Regions from separate parts of the Sus scrofa genome. Here region 1 is linked to region 2. The links are chromatin contacts, called in public HiChIP or PLAC-seq maps. All regions are on one chromosome and are shown on one strand. The core of a region is the stretch at or near the end of the contact, and the rest is flanking DNA. Distances in the headings are between cores, read along the strand shown.

Region 1 (4,871 bases), core at 645-3,144, 400 kb before region 2:
GCACCTTCCTTATTCAGTCATAACCCCTTCCTTTCTGAAGGCTGTTGACCTTTGCCCTCCCCTCAGCCCAGAGCAAACCCCTTCTTTTTTATTTTTTTGCTTTTTAAGGCCGCATTCACAACATATGGAAGTTCCCAGGCTGGGAGTCAAATCAAAGCTACAGCTGCCAGCCTACACAGCCACCACAGCCACTGCAACAAGGGATCCCCGACTCACTGAGGGAGGCCAGGAATCAAACCCACATCCTCATGGATACTAGTCGGATTTGTTTCCACTGTGCCACAACTGGGAACTCCCAGTAAACCCTTTCTTGCCCTCATCCAACCAGGCAGTCTTCCCTGCACTCCCCAGGGCTGGGAGTCTCCTACACCTGCAAGATAAGTTCCAGAGCAAGGGTCAACACAGGCACTGGCTGCTTCCTCCCCGGACTCCAGAAGCATATGCCTGCAGTCCAATCCGGGCACCTAAGGGTCCAATGACATGGAAGCAGTGTTTGTCACTCATTCATTCATCAGATATTTATTAAGTGCCAGAATCAGAAGGACCTGGTCCCTGCCCTCATGGCCCTTACAGTTTAGGCATGAGGAACAATGATAATTAACAAGCAGTTAGTTAATTTTGAAAGGAAACCTGGCCTCCAGGGTGTCTTGGGGCCCTCAGGCAGGCATGGGATTCAGAGGTTGGAGAGGAGGGTACTCAGGAGCCCCAGCCTGGGAAGGAATGAGTCTCTGCCCAGGGAGCTTGTTTGGACCCAGCCTGGGGGATGGGAGAGCCTCTCTGGGCACCTGAACCTCTACTCTAGACCCTGAGGTTATTTCCAGGGTTGGTTTGTTGTCTCTTGTTTTGCAAACAGCCCAGCAGAGCCTCCTCCTCCCTCCCCAACCCTTCCAGACCATGGCTATTTATTCCTAGTGACAAGCCTGAGGATCCCAGGGGGGTTGGCCTCAAGGACCTGGAGGGGCCTTGTGTCCCTGGCAGGCGCCAGTCCTCCCTCCCCGCAGGGCAGGACCCAGGGAGGAAGCCAGAAGGTTAGAAACTGCAGAGGTCGGGGAGAAGAACTTCTCTCCACCACCCCTGCAGCGCCCTGTCCATGCACACTCCTCACACTCCTTCCTGAGAAGCTCAAAAACCACGGGGGGGGGGGGGAAGGATTAGGGTATCCCCTGGGCCTCAAAGGTCAAAACTATTCCTGGACACAGTGAAAACCAAGGGAGGATTTCTCTGTTCCACCATGCAGCAGGAGGTGAGGAGGTGGTTACTCGTTTTCACGCTCAGGGTGGGAGAATAAAGCCCTTTGAAGGTCAAGGCCCTCTGGAGGGGGTCCTTGCTTCACTCCTGGTTTCCGCGGAACACCTAGGTTCCCACTTACAGAGCTGTGACAGCAGGGCCAAGCCCCCAGCCCCACCCCCAGGCTGGAATGAGTCCTCTAGTACACCTTCGGGCAGTGTGATCCCTGGGGGTAAACTGGGAGGGGGCGAGGACACGAAGAGGGCATGAGGTCCCCAAATGGACCTTGGTCGGCTGCCTCCTGTATCCTTTGCCCGAGATTGAACACAGCTAACCGCTGGGGGTGGGGGGGGGCCGGGAGAGGGGGCGAGCAAGGAGGGAGGACAGCAAAAGCTGCAGGGAGGGGACAGGGGCGGGGTCCTGGCCGCTCGGGAAGGTTGCGAGAGCCAGGTTAGGCCTGGAAGGCCGAGGGGGCTGGGGCTGGCTCCGATCTAAAAGGGAGGTGGGGGCGGGGTCTGCCCCCCTCCCCAGCCCCTAGCCACGGGGACCTGGGGCCGGGGGCGGGGTCCGCACCCCGCGGGCAGGGGCGGCCGGGGGCGGGGTCCGGGCGGGGCGGGCCCCAGCGCTCACTTCCTCGAGGAGGGGTTGGGGCCGCGCTCCCACTCGCCCACACAGTCCGTGTGCAGCCGGCAGCCTAGCCGGTAGCTCGCTCGGCCCCGCTCGGCCTGGCCCGCAGGTAGGAGCCGCCGAGGGACGCGGCCCCGGCTGCCCGGCCCTCCCTGCTCGAGCGCCGCGCCTCGCTCCCGCCGCCCGCTTCGAGGTGAGCTCCGCGCCGAGCCCCGCTCCCCATCCCGGCTCCCGGCCCTCGCCCTCGGGCGGGAAGGTAGAGGCGACCCACCGGGGGTTCAGAGCAGCCATGGCCCCCGCCTCTTGCCCTTTGCCTCCGCCGGGGTCCGGCCGCGGGCGCCAGGGACGCTCTGGGAGCCGGTGGCGCGGGGGCGCCGAGCCCTGAGGGGCGCCACGGGGACCGCACCGCCCCGGGCCTCCTGGCGGGGCGGGCGCTGCTACGCGAGTTGGGCGGGGGAAGGGGGCCAAGTTTGAAATGGAAAACCAGCGTCGAGAGCTACCGGGAGGGTTCGAGAAACCGGCTTCCAAAAAGCCTGGTGGAGCCAGAAACCGAGACAGCATAAGGAGTGACAAGCTTGGAGAGGAGGCTGCAGAGATTCCCGAAACAGGGACAGAGACTTGGGCGTAGAGTCACCGGGAGGCAGACCCGAGGCGTAGGGACCCCTCCGAGGTTTTGTGGAGCGGAGCATTTTAAGGAAAAGCATGTAATGACCCCAGAGGTGTTGTCGGCCTTTCCCAGAGCCTTGGAAGGTTCTGGGCAAGTGAGGGGCTCCAAAGCTTAAGCTTCATTAGCCTCGTGGTAAAGCAGCCTTGGAGAGGCCTAGAAAGATCCAGAGTCTAGAGTCGGAGACACTCAGGCATAGAGATGCTAAGAGATAGAGAAGGACGGTGGGGGAGGACCAAGACATTCCACCTTTTAGAGACATTGAGATGCCAAGGCTTGGGTGGACGGAGGGAGAAATCCACCGAGGCTGTCGTTGGGAGATGGCCAGTAGAGATACAGAGACATGGAAACATAAAGACAGCTGCCAAAGTGTGCAGACACAGACGTGCTGAGTGGAGCAGAGCTAGACATCAAGAGACAGATGTCATGGAGGCACAGTGACAGCTTCCAAGACAGACCCACGGGACTCAGGCCCAAAAGACTGGGAAGTGAGGATGTGGGGAGACAGAAACTCTAGACCAGTCAATCCCCCATGAGGATCTGAGACAGTAAGACACAGCAAGAAGGAGCCCCATGCAGTCCCCCAATCAGCTCCAACTTATTTTTAAACTCAAATCTTGGGCGCACTGCTTCAGTCCAGGGGGACCCGGGGTGAATGAACTGTTCCTTTCTGTCCCCAGAGCAGCTGCTGGATCCTGCTTCCCACCCCGCCTTCCCCCAAACCGCTCTGACTCCCAGCCCTCATGGGGGGAGGGGAGAGAGCCCGGAGAGTTTGGGGTTGATGCCTAGTTGGGGGGGGAGGGAAGAGTTTGGTTTCTCCCCTCAAGTCTCTTGTGAGCTCCTGTAAGCTGGGGGAGGGTCTGTGCTGATTCTGAGTCACAGCTGTGGGACCTGGCCAGGGTCCTCCTAGACATTGTGGGGGGGAAGGGCAAAGGGGGTTGAGCGGTTGGCATGGGTACTTGGAAAGGCTTCTGGGTGTCTTCCAGTCACAGGGCTGGCAACTGGGGAGAAGAGCCAGGCTCCTGTCCCAGTGATATCACCTAGCATCTCCTGTCCCCCTGCTCTTAAATGCTGACCACCCCCTCAGCCACTGCAACATTTCTAGGGAAAGAGAAACGGACTTCAGGCTGAGAGGCAGGGGACCTAGGATCTCATACCAGAGTGACTTTGGGCATGTCTCTGCCCTGTCCCTGGCCGCCGTGCTCAGCTGTAAAACGGGGATGATGTCCTATCCCGCCTGCCGTTTGGGAGATCTGATTGGTGGTGGGTGGGCGGCATTGCACTTTGTGAGAAGCCAAACAGCACGCTAGTGTCTACTCTTCTGTACCTGTGTTGGAGATTTCAGAGTTACGCTCACTGGTGTCAGACCTGCCCCCACTGGTCTTAGTGAGCACCACGCCTGGGTCTCTTTAACGGAGAACTAAGGCTTTCCCTCCTTGTTCTCTCCCTGAGCCCACCACTGAGAATGTCAAGGTCAAGTCCCAGGCTAGCCCCCTAACCCAGGCCTGGTTGAGAAGCTGTGGTCTGATCCCAGTACGAGGAAGGGGCTAATAATCAAAACACCAAGACGACTCAGTAGCTACCAGGAGCTTTCCAAGTATCATCACATTTAACCCTGACAGCAACACTAGGAGGTGGGAAGTGGTATTAGATGGGAAAACGGGCTCAGGGAGCTTAAGTGACTTGCTCAAGATCACCCAGCTTTCTGTTTCACAGTTCAAGCTTCTCCATGCCAACCACAGCCATTTATCCAGCCGTTCTGAGGTGCAGGAGGTTCATGGGGAGGTGTCAGATGTATGTGTTTGGGCCAGGTATGGGGATGTGTGTGTTGGGGGGGGTGGGCAGCACCTGAGAGCCATCTGGTAGACCGAACAGTCTTCCCACACCCCCCTACCAGCCAAGAAGGAATACAAGACTTTGGAACCCTAGCCCTGCCAGGAAAGGGGGGCGGGGGGGAGGGGCAGAGACAGGTGGGCCTTGCTACTGTCCTTCACTCTGTCCTCACCAGAGCCCAGCTGGACGGACTAGGGGAGGAGGGATTCTGGGAAAGAAACAGAAGCCACGCCCACACCCTGTTTGGGGGGCCCCTGACTCAGAGTGGTGACTGCCTCCCAGAGGGCGGACCTAGGGCTAGCCTCGGCCTGGGAAGGTGACAGGGCTGCTGGGGACCAAGCCAGGAAGGAAGGAAAGGCCAGGGCACTCCCGGACATGGCCACACACTCCACCTGTATGGCCCCCTGCTGCCCAGTGGCTGACAGCCCAGGCCACCCTCAGATGTTGAGCCAGAGGAAACCCCGGCCTGAACTGCTGGAACCAACTGAGGAGGCGTACCCTCTACCCTACAGCTGGCCCC
Region 2 (4,876 bases), core at 2,017-4,516:
ATGTTCCTGGTTGTTCCTGGAACAACTATTTCAAAGAATAGATTGAATATTTCATTTTCAAAGAGACAAACGACAAAACATGAAAATACCCACAGGGAACAAGAAATGGCAACAAGTGAATTGGGAGTTACTTAAAAGACCAAATAGAAACTTCAGAAATGAAAAATACAATAACTAAATTTTTCAATGAATCCCTTTAACAGAAACTTCAGGGAAAATTAGTGTACTAGAAAGTAGGTCAAAAGAAATGATCCATGTGTATAAATTTAACAACTTAGGGGAGTTCCTGCTGTGACCCAGTGGAAAGGAACTTGACTAGGAACTATAAGGTTGTGGGTTCGATCCCTGGCCTCACTCAATGGGTTAAAGATCTGGCATTGCCATAAGCTGTGGTGTAGGTTGCAGACTCCACTCGGTTCTGGTGTTGCTGTGGCTGTGGAGTAGGCTGGCAGCTGTAGCTCTGATTCGACCCCTAGCATGATGAACCTCCATGAGCCATGAGTGTGGCCCTAAAAAAAGCAAAAATAAAATAAATAAATAAACAACTTAGAGGAAATGGATCAATTCCTTAAAAACTGTAAACTACCAAAATTCACCTGATATAAAATAGGTTATATATATATATAAAAAGAAATAGGTTATCTGAATAATCCTATAACTATTTTTAAAATTTGAATAATTAAAGGAGTTCCTTCTATGGTGCAGTGGATTAATAATCCACTGCAGCAACAGCGACACTGGATAAAAATCCTGTGATCATATCAACTGACTCAGAAAAATCATTTGACAAAATTCAACACCCATTTACGATAAAAAAACTCTCAGTAAGCCAGGAATAGAGGGTAACTTCCTCAACCTGATAAGACTGAATACGTTCCTCTTAAGGCACAAGTCTGCTTTGATCGTTCTTTGATTCAGTGTTGCTGCAGCTGTGGTGTAGGTCACAGCTCCTGCTCAGATTTGATCCTTGGCCCAAACTTCCATATGCTGTGGGTACAGCCGAAAAGAAAAAAAAAAAGAGTAATTAAAAAGCATCTAGGAGTTCTGATTGTGGCTCAGTGGTAACAAACCCAGTTAGCATCCATAAGGATACGGGTTCAGTCTCTGGCCCCACTCAGTGGGTTAAGGATCTGGTGTTGCTGTGGCTGTGGTGTAGGCCGGCAGTTGTAGCTCCGATTCAACCCCTAGCCTGGGAACTTCCATATGCTGCAGGTTCAGCCCTTAAAAGACAAAAATAAAATAAAATAATAAAAAAAGAACGATCAAAGCAGACATCCTTGACTTGTGCCTTAAGAGGAACATATTCAGTCTTATCAGGTTGAGGAAGTTACCCTCTATTCCTGGTTTAGTGAGTTTTTTATCGTAAATCGGTGTTGAATTTTGTCAAATGATTTTTCTGTGTCAGTTGACATGATCACAGGATTTTTATTCTTTAGCCTCTTATTTATTTATTTTATCCGTGGCATATCAAAGTTCCCAGGCTAGTCGTTGAATCGGAGCTGCAGCTGCCACAGCCACAGCTATGCCAGATCCTGAGCTTCATCTGCGACCTACACTGCAGCTCACAGCAACACTGGATCCTTAACCCACTGAACAAGGCCAGGGATTGAACCATGGATACTAGTCAGATTCTTTCTGCTGAAAGATGATGGGAACTCCTGCTCTGACCATTCTTATTCAACATAGTACTGGAAGTCTAGCCAGCACAGTAAGGCAAAAAAAGGAAACAAAAACACACAGGTTGGAAAGGAAAAAAATAAATCTCCCTATTTGCAGATGAATTTATTGTCTACTTTAAAAATCCCAAAGAGGAGTTCCTGTTGTGGCTCAATGGAAACAAGTCTGACTAGTAACCATGAGGATGCAGGTTTGACCCCTGGCCACGCTCAGGCGTCATGAACTGTGGTGTAGGTTGCAGATATTGCTCAGATCTGGCATTTCTGTGGCGGTGACATAGGCCCATGGCTGCAACTCTGATTAGACCCCCTAGCCTGAGAACCTCCATATGCTGCATGTGCAGCCCTAACAACAACAACAAAAATCCCACAGAATCTACCAAAAAACCTAGAATCAATAAGAGAGTTCAGCGAGACCCTGGGTTACAAGATCAACATGTAACAGAATGCAGTAGAGAGAGAAAAAAAAAAGGATTCTTAAATTTAATCTGAATTCTAGAAGGAGAGAGAAACTGAGGTAGAGGATATCCTAGGAAAGATAGCTGAATTTCCCAGAACTGGTGAAAGTACAAATACACAGACTGAAGAAACACAGAGACTTTCAAAGCAAAGCAAAAAGAAAGCAAGAAAGAAGGAAAGCAGGCAAGCAAGCAAGCAAAATGGAAAAAAAAAATCCTACCTGGATTTCTAATGAAATTGCAGAACCCTGAAAAATGGAGAGGAGAAATAAACAGGGGGGAGATGAAAACAAAGTTAACAATATCAGGCTTAATGATTTGACTTAAGTAGTGCTTACTTGCCAAGCACTTACCTTAAGTGATTAATTCCTTATGGAAATTGTATTAGGTAGGAGCTATTATTACTTCCATTTTATAGAGGAGGAAATTGAGCCAAGTGAAATTGAGTTACCTGCCCAGGGTGGGACAGCTTATCAATGGTAGAGGTAGAATTTTGAACTAGGTAGTTAGTTTGTGTCATTAACCACCACACATGTTTGTCTCTCTAAAGGGCAACGGGAAGTCTTTGAAAGGTTTTAAGCAGGGGAGTAACACATTTGTTTTCCCCAAACAAATCATCCTGGCACCACTGTGAATAATGGATTAAATGGAGCTAAGAGTGGAAACGGGAGCTCCTGGAATAATGTACCTAAAATAGGGAGGGCCTGGATGAACGAAGGAGGTGGCAGACAAAAGAAAATAATTTGCGGGCTCTTCTGCGGTCGAGTCCACAGGAATTGGTTTTGGATTGGATTAAGGGGGTGAAGGAGGGTGAGGATGGTACCCAGGTTTCCGACCTGGGCAATTCGGTGGACAGTGAAAGTCATTCACTGAGGAGACTGCGGATAAGTCTGATTTTGGACACGGTGAATTTGCGGTGTAGAAACGCGGTTAGGACCAAAAGCAGAACCCATCAGTGGGGTTCTTTTGGCAGGGCGCGCGCACGCGCGCGCGCGCGGGAGTTCTGCGCGGCGGGGCTCCCCTCCGGAAGTCGCCTGCGCAGGCGCAGTGCAGAGGCGGGCGCCCCCTGGCGGGCGGCGGCGCGCTAGGACCGCCCCCAGCCTGGCGCCGCTGCCGCCCGCCTCAGCCCAACATGGCGATGCACAACAAGGCGGCGCCGCCGCAGATCCCGGACACCCGGCGGGAGCTGGCAGAGCTCGTGAAGCGGAAGCAGGAGCTGGCGGTGAGGGCTAGCACCGGGGGGCGCCCGGGTGGGGACCCCGTGCCTGCCCCTGCCTCCAGACCCCGGCTCCGCCGCGCCGGGCGGTTCGTTACTCGGTGGGCGCAGCGCGGCGCCCGGGAGTCCGGCGGCCTGAGGACGGCTGCGCAGTGCGCGGCCCGCCGGCGCCTCGGCTTCCAGGCGGTGCAGATCCGGAGCCGGGAGCCTGGGCTGGGGGCGGGGCGCGGAGCCGGGGAGGGGGAGGGGGACTAGGCGGGCGGGGGCGTGGAGGAAGGATGGCGCCAGGGGGTGGGGGCTTCTGTGCTGCAGCCCTGCTAAAGCGAGTAACCGTGAGCTCTGCGGGGTAGGCGAGGGCGAGCGGGTCCATGATCTTTAAGGAGTGCGGGGCGGGCGGATCGGTGGGCTGTAGATTGGTCCGGGCTTGCTGGTGGGCTTTAGGTGGGGTGGTGGGGTAGGAGGCGAGTGTGGGAGGGACACTCACACATCCTGCCTGGTCTTTGGAGGATGGAGGGTCTCGTCCTTTTGGGGACTAGGAGTAGATCCGTTAGATGGGGTTTTTGATGGGCAGGGATGTGATGTGTTTGGGAACATCTTAGGAGGTGACAGGCGAGGGGAGCGGACTCGGTTAGGGAATTAAGAATTGTGACACGCAGCCCGGGTCCCTTGGACCGTGGCGGCTAAGCCCTCCCTCCCCTCGCGTTTTGGCTTGGGCACCGGGAGGCCCATCTCACCTGAAGCTGCCCTTCCAGGTTTCCATAGCAACCGGCAGCCCAGTGCTGGCGGCCTTTCGGAGCCTACGGGGAGGGGAGCCAGTTGGCGCTGGAAGGCTGCTTACCCTTCCCTCTCCTGGTAGCAGTACCTTTTATGCGTGGGAGTGGAGACTGCTCTTTTTTTTCCTCCGCCCGGGTTCTTGACAGCTGGGTTTCCACGAAGCCTCTGAGTATATACAAACTTTTGTACATTTTTCTGGGGACAGGCTCTCTCTATTCCATTCTGTCCTCAAGGGATACAAGACAGGTATAGACTGCCTTAGTGTGAAACACCCTGCCCCTGCCCGTGTCATTCCTCCCTCCGCAAGGCTGGTTTGGTGTAGTTGAGCTTGAATTTATAAGTCTGATATAGACTTCAATTTGGGAGTTCCTGTCGCGGCTCAGCGGAAACGAATCTGACTAGTACCATTAGGATGCGGGTTGGATCCCTGGCCTCACTCCGTGGGTTAAGGATCCGGTGTTGCCTGAGCTGTGGTGTAGGTTGCAGACTTCGGCTGGAATCCTGAGTTGCTGTGGCGTAGGACAGCGGCTGTAACTCTGATTCGACCCCTAGCCTGGGAACTTCCAAATGCCTCAGGTGTGGCCCTTAAAAAAAAAAAAAGTTCATTTTGGTTAGGCTTAATGCAAGCATGTAAAAGGTATTAACCACTTCCTTATTTTTCGTCACTCAGGAAACACTGGCAAACTTAGAGAGACAGATCTATGCTTTTGAAGGAAGCTACCTGGAAGACACTCAGATGTATGGCAATATTA

The links. HiChIP or PLAC-seq counts read pairs in DNA pulled down with a chosen protein or histone mark.
Region 1: an H3K27ac HiChIP or PLAC-seq map of alveolar macrophages shows a contact between it and region 2. The contact joins the promoter of FHL3 here to the promoter of MEAF6 in region 2. A contact is called at or near these places in 2 of 47 Hi-C or Micro-C datasets (heart right ventricle and liver) and 1 of 2 datasets of contacts at active chromatin or transcription factors (alveolar macrophages).

What each region holds. Positions count from the first base shown.
Region 1 is chr6:93,984,888-93,989,758 of Sscrofa11.1, reverse strand. FHL3 (four and a half LIM domains 3) reads left to right here and starts at 1,894. Exons shown (of 6, transcript NM_213946.2): 1 at 1,894-2,047.
Region 2 is chr6:93,587,372-93,592,247 of Sscrofa11.1, reverse strand. MEAF6 (MYST/Esa1 associated factor 6) reads left to right here and starts at 3,266. Exons shown (of 7, transcript NM_001243456.1): 1 at 3,266-3,356; 2 at 4,795-4,876. The coding sequence starts at 3,267.